2 separate regions of the Mustela erminea genome follow, and region 1 is linked to region 2. A link is a contact called in public Hi-C data. All regions are on one chromosome and are shown on one strand. The core of a region is the stretch at or near the end of the contact, and the rest is flanking DNA. Distances in the headings are between cores, read along the strand shown.

Region 1 (3,809 bases), core at 1,240-3,739, 68 kb before region 2:
CACCAAAAATGTTGACACGTCTCCTGGGAAGCTTATTGTACAAATATGAAATAATAAAATTTAGTGCTACTTGGATTTCAAGCTGCATAGCTGCTATGCCACAAAGTGAGATTTGTGTTTCAACTTCCCCCCACACACGCACACAAAAGTGTTCAGTTTGTGGCAGAGAAACAAATTTTCATTCAAAGTGCTGGTACTTTGTAGATTATCCTTCACCTTCAGTGGTCTTGCTCCTTAAAGAAAAACAAAACAAAACAAAAACAAACATGTCCAAATAAGAGAAATCTAAGTCCCACAACCTCTTCTTACCCCCAGAGTAATTTTACTTTTGAAAAAAGTCTAACAGGCTGAAAGTCAGAAAAATATAATCAGCACAAAATAAAGGAACATACAATAGAAAATTGTTTATTAAAGTTCAAAATCTCACAGGACAATTTGGATTTACAGTTAAAACAATGTATTTAAAATCCTATTATTTACTTTTTTTTTCTGAATACAACTCTAAAAAATATATATATAGATAGATATAGATATATATCTGTATCTATATTATCTCCAGCATATGCAGTGTGTTTCTTCCCTCAGTTCTCAAAAGAATATTTATTGGAAACTCCGCACACCCATCCACCTACCTCCACACACATTTATACCAGTTTTAGAAAGCGATCATATTCCTATTCACTAATTTAGGAGTGAATTCTGTATTTCAGTTCATCCTGTATATATGCTCCTTAGATCTGCACTATCATTAAACCTTCAGACACTGGAGAAGTTAGGAAAATTAATTTCCAAAGTACATGATGCTAAAATTAAAAATACTAAATGCTAAATGAATTGCCATCCTAGTGAAGGATAATTATGAACCAAATTATCCTACATAGCTGCCGTCTTAAATACACATGTAAGGGCATACAATGTAAAAATCGAGCTTCTCTCTTCTTTTCAGTGTGTATTTTTCAAAATCAGAAAATACCTCTTTGGCAGCAAATGTAACAAAGGCAACAATTAATTTCAAAACTCTATTGATTCTTCTCTTTAAAGGCCAGGGTTTCTGAGTTCTATTCTGATTTTCAAAACCACCTCCCTCCTTCACGATAAGAGGACCGCCGGAGAGGCTTGTACGATAAGGTCGACCTTTAAACGTTTGCTGGATCAGCACTGGGTGGGGATAAGAAAAGATCAAGGGCAAACAGAAGATATTTGCAAAAGGGATCTATTTGTACACTGAGGTTGATTTACAAGGACGTTTTAAAAATCAAGTTGGTATTAATCCATCTGTTCCATTTTCCATATTCGTGGTGACAAAGGGAAAAGGATCCCTGGCTGCCCTCAAACTACACTTTGCAAGCTCGAAGCCTGAGCGCCGGCAGAGGCAGCTGATTAAGCCAAAACGCTTGACGGTGCCACCGAGCGAAATTCAGGCTTCGCCGAAGGTAGTTTTAAAGCAACGCCTTAAGACAGGAGTGTGAAGAATTACATAAACAGCCAGTTGGGTCTCATTAGATTTCTGCTCACAGCCCTCGGAGCCCAAGCGCTGGAGCAGCAGCAGCAAGAGGAGGAGGAGGAGGAGGAGACGGAGAGGGGAGAGGAGAGTACAAGTCTCCTCCAAAAAGGAGGAGGAGGAGGAAGGCCACGAGAAATGGCAAAGCAACTACTCGGGGCCGGGCATCGGGCAGGTCGGGGCGCCCGCCGCTCCGGGTCAGCCGCTCCCCTCCCCCCGCCGTAACCTGACCCGCCGCTCCCGCTCCCGCCCCCCGCCCGAGGCTCCTGGGACCCGGCCAGAGCCCGGGGAGCACCGGCTCCCCCGCACCCTTTTCGGTCCCGGCGGCCACCAGCCCCGCGGACCCCGCGGTCTCCCTCGAGCTCGCCGCTCCTCCCCGGCGCCCCGACCCCCGGTTCCCGGTCAGCTCGGCCAGGGCAGCCCTTCCCCGTTTACCCTCCCGGCCCCGGCCGAGCCCGACGCGCCTGCCGGCCCCGCCTCCAGGTCCCGGGCGCGCTGGGGCCCCTCGGAGCCGCTCCCCTCGGAGCCGCTCCTCTCTGCGCCCGGGCCGCGAATCCGCCGTCCCCGAGGGCCCGGGGCTCGACACCGCCGGAGCCCCTCGGTCCCCGGACCCCGCCCGCCGCCCCTCGATACTTACGGGCTGCTTCCACCACAGAGCCGGCCGCGGGGCGGGGGAGAAGGGGCGGCAGGGCGGGGGCTCGGGAGGATCGGCAGCGGACAGCAGGCTGAATGCAAGACGGCCTCGCCGGGCGGAGGACGGGGGCCTCGGCGCGGGCCTCGGGAACTCGCCCCCTGGGGCTCGGGGTGACGGGGACAGGTCAGGCGAGCGCGCTCACTTCTCCACACAGCCCGGTGCCCGGCCCAGCATCCCCGTACTACGACCACTGCGCGCCGGGCCAGAGCTTCGCTCCTTCTGCCGCGGCGCGCGCCCCGCCTCTCGTTTTATAGTCTCCTCCCCGCCCCCATCCCCTCCCGTAGGGGTGCGCGCGCGCCCGCCTCGCGTCACACAGCTCGGGGCCGCGTAACTATTCCCCGCCCTCCCGCCCCTCACCCCAGACCCTCCGCGGCGGCTCCGCCCCTGCCCTGCCCCTCGACGCCATTGGCCAGGTCCCGCCTGCCCATGTCCCCACGGGCGGCGGAGGGCCCCGTACGTAAGGCCACACCCCTCGGGCTCCACAACGGCCAATGAACCGACGTCCTGGCGGCACTGTGGGCGGGACTAAGAGAAAACTAGGAAAGGGACTGGAGGAGAGAAGTGCCAGTGAGGGCGACGATGGTGGGTGGGGCGGCTGACGCTTGGTCTTGGAGGAGAGCCCCAGAGAGAAGGGGGGAGGGGAGCGAGGCAGGTGGCGGAGCGGCGGGGAACAACGGGGAGAAGAGCCCGAGGCCTCGAGAGGGAGGGGACAGTTTACAAAAAATGCCCTACCCGAGTGGGACTGTGGCCCAGGAAAATCCCACTCGTGGACGAGCTACCAAATCGGTCTCCAGTGCACCCGGGAGAGCTGAGAGAAAGGGCGAACTGTGTGACCGGGACTCGTGCACCCGCACCCGGTTAATTGAATATTAATCACCTCCGGGGCCTAGGCCAACTGCCACCCAGAGAGTGGCAACAGCAGAACCCAAAGCGGCCGTGCTAGGCTGGGGGTGGGGAAGGGACTCCACCTGGCCACACCTCCCGCCTGGGTGACAGTTTAACTGCCTCCGCATCCCACATCACTACCTCCCCGTGCGACCCGGCAGCAACTTGGACGTGGGGGTGGCCTGAGACTGTAAGAAGAACCACGTTTTGTTCCCAATGTCCTAGCCTAGGCCTCCGTGCCAAATTGCGTACGTATCTAAGTGTATATATACATGCGTGTATTTCAAGTGTCCTTTACCATCAATACACACAATACACACGGTGCCTTCCTGGAAGGTGCGTTTAGGATGCTCTTCGGTTGAACTACGAGCGGGTAAATAGGGAGCGCGGAACGAGAGGGACTCAAGGGAGGCCGGTGAGCGCCCCTTTTCACAACCTGCGGCGGAGAAAGACACGAAGTTGCCTGGGCGTGGAACCGAGCGTCCCTCTCTGCTAAAAATATTGCTCACAGGTAGCAACGACGCCTGATTGGCCGCGCTTCTCCCGTAGCAGCTAGGCGATTGGCTGTCTGGTATCCAGGAGACCGACGTCAAACGCGCCAGGGGAAAGGGGAGAGAAAGTCTAAGGGGAGGGAAGGGTGGAAGGGGAAAGAGAGGAGCAATGAATGAAACGCCCAGCGCTGGCCTTCTCCTCCCTTTGCTCTGCACTCCAGAAGTGCTTCCTGGAAAA
Region 2 (4,004 bases), core at 1,070-3,569:
TTCATCCCACTGGCCTTGTGATGAGGAGCCAATATACCCATTTTACAGAACAAGAAATGGAAGCTCGAGGGGGAGCTTCAGCGACTAGTCTCAGATCACAGGCCAGGACGTGGGCTCTGAGCCCCTGTCCAGGTCCGGTTCAAAGCAGCGCGGTGACAGTGGGCTGACATCTCCAGGGCCCTGCTGCTCCAGAAACTGGCACAGTGACCACACTGCTCCCCAGCCTCCCCGCCTGCAAATACTGGGGCTGGGGGTTGCTGCTCCACGAGAGAGTGGGAGAGGGTATGGGGGGGTCCTCTGCTGCCCCAGGCCTTGGGCCCAGGCAGGGACTGCCAGGGACCCATCCTTCTTGGAATATGAGCCCATCGACAGGGTTGTCATGTTCTCATCTGCCCGTGGCAAAGTGAGAAAAACAAGGACAATGCAGTGAGGTTTTCACAGAGGGAGACCCACGATGTGAAATGCAGCCCTTTCACTTGTACTGTGTTCAGTGGTGTGTGTGAGCACACGCCTGTGCGTGTTCAAAAAGACCTTTCCTCTGACACTTCCTTTTAGTGTCCTTAACTCAGCAACATATGGACCTGGTGAACATGTCTGGTCCTAAGTTTTTTTTCTGGAAATGTTGGTGCCCTGAGAAACAGGACAGATGGGAGCCACCGACCTAGCTCTGGTCCTAGGTGAGACCTAGCATGGAGAAAGTTGTTTCTTAATTGAGGGATGATGTCTGAACGGCTGGAAAAAGCCACGGGGAGAAGAGGCTGGGGTTTCTGCCCAGACAGCCCTTGCGCGGCCCCAGAGCCCAGGCAACCCCAGGAAGCCGAGCCCAGGACCATCTCCGTAGCTGCACAGGGAATTCTGAGAAAGGTCTCAGGGCCGGTTCTCCATGCCACACAACCTCTGCCTCTTCTCTGACCTGGAGCCAGGAGGAAATGTTCCCTTAAACCCACCCCACCCTCCTCCCCATCCCCCCAAGGCTGACTCCAAAATAGCCCAGGCCCCGGGAGAAGACGTCATGGGTCCAGTTGGCCGCCTGCCCCTCCAAGAGGACAAATATAGAGGGATACTGGACACCGCAGTAGCCCCGGGACCTGGGGAGCCCCACTCCCTTCCCTTCCTAGCCCTGCACCCTCTAGCAGGACAGCTGCAAGGCCAGCGCCTCCTGGCCTGGCCAACCCACCCTGGGACGTGTCCCAACAAGCCCGGACCGGAGCTGGAGGCTGGCCCAAGGGGACACCTAGCCGAGCTGGCCATGCGCATGGGACACCTCCTCTATCGTGGTGGTGGTGGGGGGTGGTCTCAAAGCACTTTTATAAGCGTCACTGCCCACAGGCTGCTCCCAGGAGGGGGGAGTCCAGAAGAACCCCGGGTGGCTCCCAGGTGGACTGGCTCGGCCTTCTGTTCTTCCCAGCTTCCCAAGGAGGCCAAGGCTGTAAACCTGGGGGTGTGGGAGGCCGTCTGGAAGGTAGGCAGCCAGGCCAAACCCCAATAAACTGCTGGTTGAATCGAATTGCAAATAATTAGTCCTGATCACTAAAGCTGCCTCCACCCTCCACTCCCGGGAATTAAAGGTCAAAGGGCAGAGCTGCTGACGCAAATGTCAGGGGAGCTATGTGATTGGGAACAGCTGGGCTCCTGCTCCCGATGGGCTCTGCTGCCTGAGGTCGCTGGCCCCCAGCGCCCGGGACAAGGTGTCCCTCGGGACTGGACCCTGAGAGCCAGCACTTGAGGCTTGCTCGGGGAAGGGGGCTCTGTTGCTTCCCCTCCTATGGTTCTAAGGTCAGCGGAACTTGCTGGGGGTGGGGGCGGGGTGGGGGTAGTGTTAACAGAAATTCCGGTGAAATGGTGTTGCCACATGTGTGGGAGCCTGGGGAGGAGGAGTAGCTCAGTGTCTTGTGAGCCCCCCCTCACCCCTAAAACAAGAGGAAACCTCTGCCTTCCTGGCCAGGGGCAGCCTGCGATGTTCCCCTAGGTGGACCCTATTACAGGCCCGCCCCAGCAGCACCGTGCTCTGTGCGCCAGGGGTGACCCCCAGCGGTCAGTGTGGGATTTGAACTTGGGCCTCGGACAAGGCTACCGCACACCCAGGCTCGGCAGCCTCAGCACAGGGCTGGGGACTCTGGTGGTTCAGTTTTGGTAAGGGGGTTGCTGGTGTTTGGTGGTATTTTTGTATGTGCTGAATTTTCCTCATTGTACTGGATCTCACCCTAAACGTCCCACTGTTAGCAAATCAGCTTCTAAGAATGCACTATCATCTAGCCCTAAACCGGCCCCTCCTCCTGACTTCCCTGTGTCTATTAATAGCACTGCCACCCTCCCAGTCCCTGGGGCTCCAAACCTGCGAGTCATCTTCCACTCCTGCCCACACTGGACTGGGCGCCAGGTCCCGCCCCTCCTCACTCTGCCGTCACTCTTCCCATCCTTGATACTCACTGCCACTACCCAGTCAGCAGGGCCCTCACCTATGCAACTGCTGCCCTCAACCATGCGGCTGGGGCGGACCTGGGTATGCGCCCAGCCCCCTCTACTTACTCGCTGTGTGACCTTGCGCAAGTTACTTAACTTCTCTGAGCTCAGCTTCCTCAGCTGTAACAAGGATAGTAATCAAAGCGCCTACTTCATGGAGCATTGCATGAATTCTGTGACAGGAGGGACACAAAGACCCTGTCGTATAGGACATGCTCAATGCACGTCAATGATCACAGGCCCTCCTTCAGTCCCAGGCCTCTGTTCAGAAAACCAAGGCCAGAGAGCTGGAATGTGAGCTACCGTTGGGTGTTGCATTCCAGGTGTCTTTACAGCATGCTACAGAGCAGGGGGAGTGGAAGTTCCTGGAGTCTAGAAGCTTCTCTACCGTGGCCTCCATCATCACATTCTAGAACCCAGAACCAAAGGCCACCTCCTGAAGGCATTGGTTCCATCCGAGGGCCTTTGGGGCCGGTCTACCTGGGTAAGTGTCATGGTCATTCGGCCACAGCAGACACCTTCTGGAATGAGACAACTCCGGGTCACATCCAGTGGCTGTGACTCAGGGTGACCCATCTGCAAGGTGGTGAGTGAGGCCACGCACACTGGCCTGGCACAGCCGCCTGCCCGCCTCTGGGCAGCCGGCCATGCAGGGGCGGGGCCACCCAGCTGGTACCTCCCCCTGCAACTGCGCCGCCCTCAGGTCCCTCTCCCAGCTCACACTCACCCCACCTCTATTTATTTACTTGAGCACCAGAGAGAGAACACAAGCGGGAGGAGCTGCTGACAGAAGACGAACAGGCTCCCTGATGAGCAGGGAGCCCGAGGCGGGACTCGATCCCGGGACCCCGGACCATGACCTGAGCCCAAGGCAGACGCTTAACCAACTGAGCCACCCAGGCGCCCCGATAGAGAGATTTTCAAAGGAGACTGAGGCTGCAGGAAAAGCAGAGCATCCAGATTCAAACGTGGGCCTGTCCTCCAGCCTCTGGACCCACGTACCGTGTCAGACAGTTGCTCTCCAGGGGGGCCGGCTCTGCTCCTGAGACATTTGGCAACGCCAGGAGCCATTTCTGGTTGTCGCAACTGGGGTGTGTGCCTGAGCTACTGGCATCTAGTGGGTAGAGATCACGGATGCTGCTAAATACCCCACAGCACGGCCCCGACCACACAGCAGAGTTACCTGCCCCCAGGGTTGATTGTACCTTGGTGAGCAACCCTGGTCCAAGAGTCATCGTCCCTGCCTCACAACTGCCTTGAGAGCTAAGGAAAGTGATGCTTGTCCAGGATCCAGGACTGGGCCTCACTCCTGCTCTGTTCAAAAAGGATCCTCTCGGGGCGCCTGCGTGGCTCAGTGGTTATTAAGCCTTTGCCTTCAGGTCATGATCTCAGGGTCCTGGGATCGAGACCCGAATCTGGCTTTCTGCTCAGCAGGGAGCCTGCTTCCCTCTCTCTCTCTCTGCCTCTCTGCCTACCTGTGATCTCTGTCAAATAAATAAATAAAATCTTTAAAAAAAAGGACCTTTTCCTGGCCTGGGACA

The links. Hi-C and Micro-C count contacts between places; a contact is called where the count stands out from the background.
Region 1: a Hi-C map of spleen shows a contact between it and region 2, with 2.1 times the contacts expected there. The contact joins the promoter of TOB1 here to the enhancer-like site in region 2. A contact is called at or near these places in 2 of 3 Hi-C or Micro-C datasets (skeletal muscle and spleen).

The regions. Positions count from the first base shown.
Region 1 is chr18:35,933,195-35,937,003 of mMusErm1.Pri, reverse strand. It overlaps TOB1 (protein Tob1), which reads right to left and starts at 2,489. Exons shown (of 2, transcript XM_032321475.1): 1 at 2,139-2,489; 2 at 1-233. The coding sequence starts at 88.
Region 2 is chr18:35,864,971-35,868,974 of mMusErm1.Pri, reverse strand. It overlaps LOC116578224 (a long non-coding RNA gene), which reads left to right. Exons shown (of 3, transcript XR_004280778.1): 2 at 2,787-2,947; 3 at 3,215-3,248. Among named protein-coding and RNA genes, the nearest start is that of TOB1, 68 kb to the left of the region's middle. Within about 2 kb of position 2,319, the one cell type or tissue checked has open chromatin away from gene starts, as enhancers often do.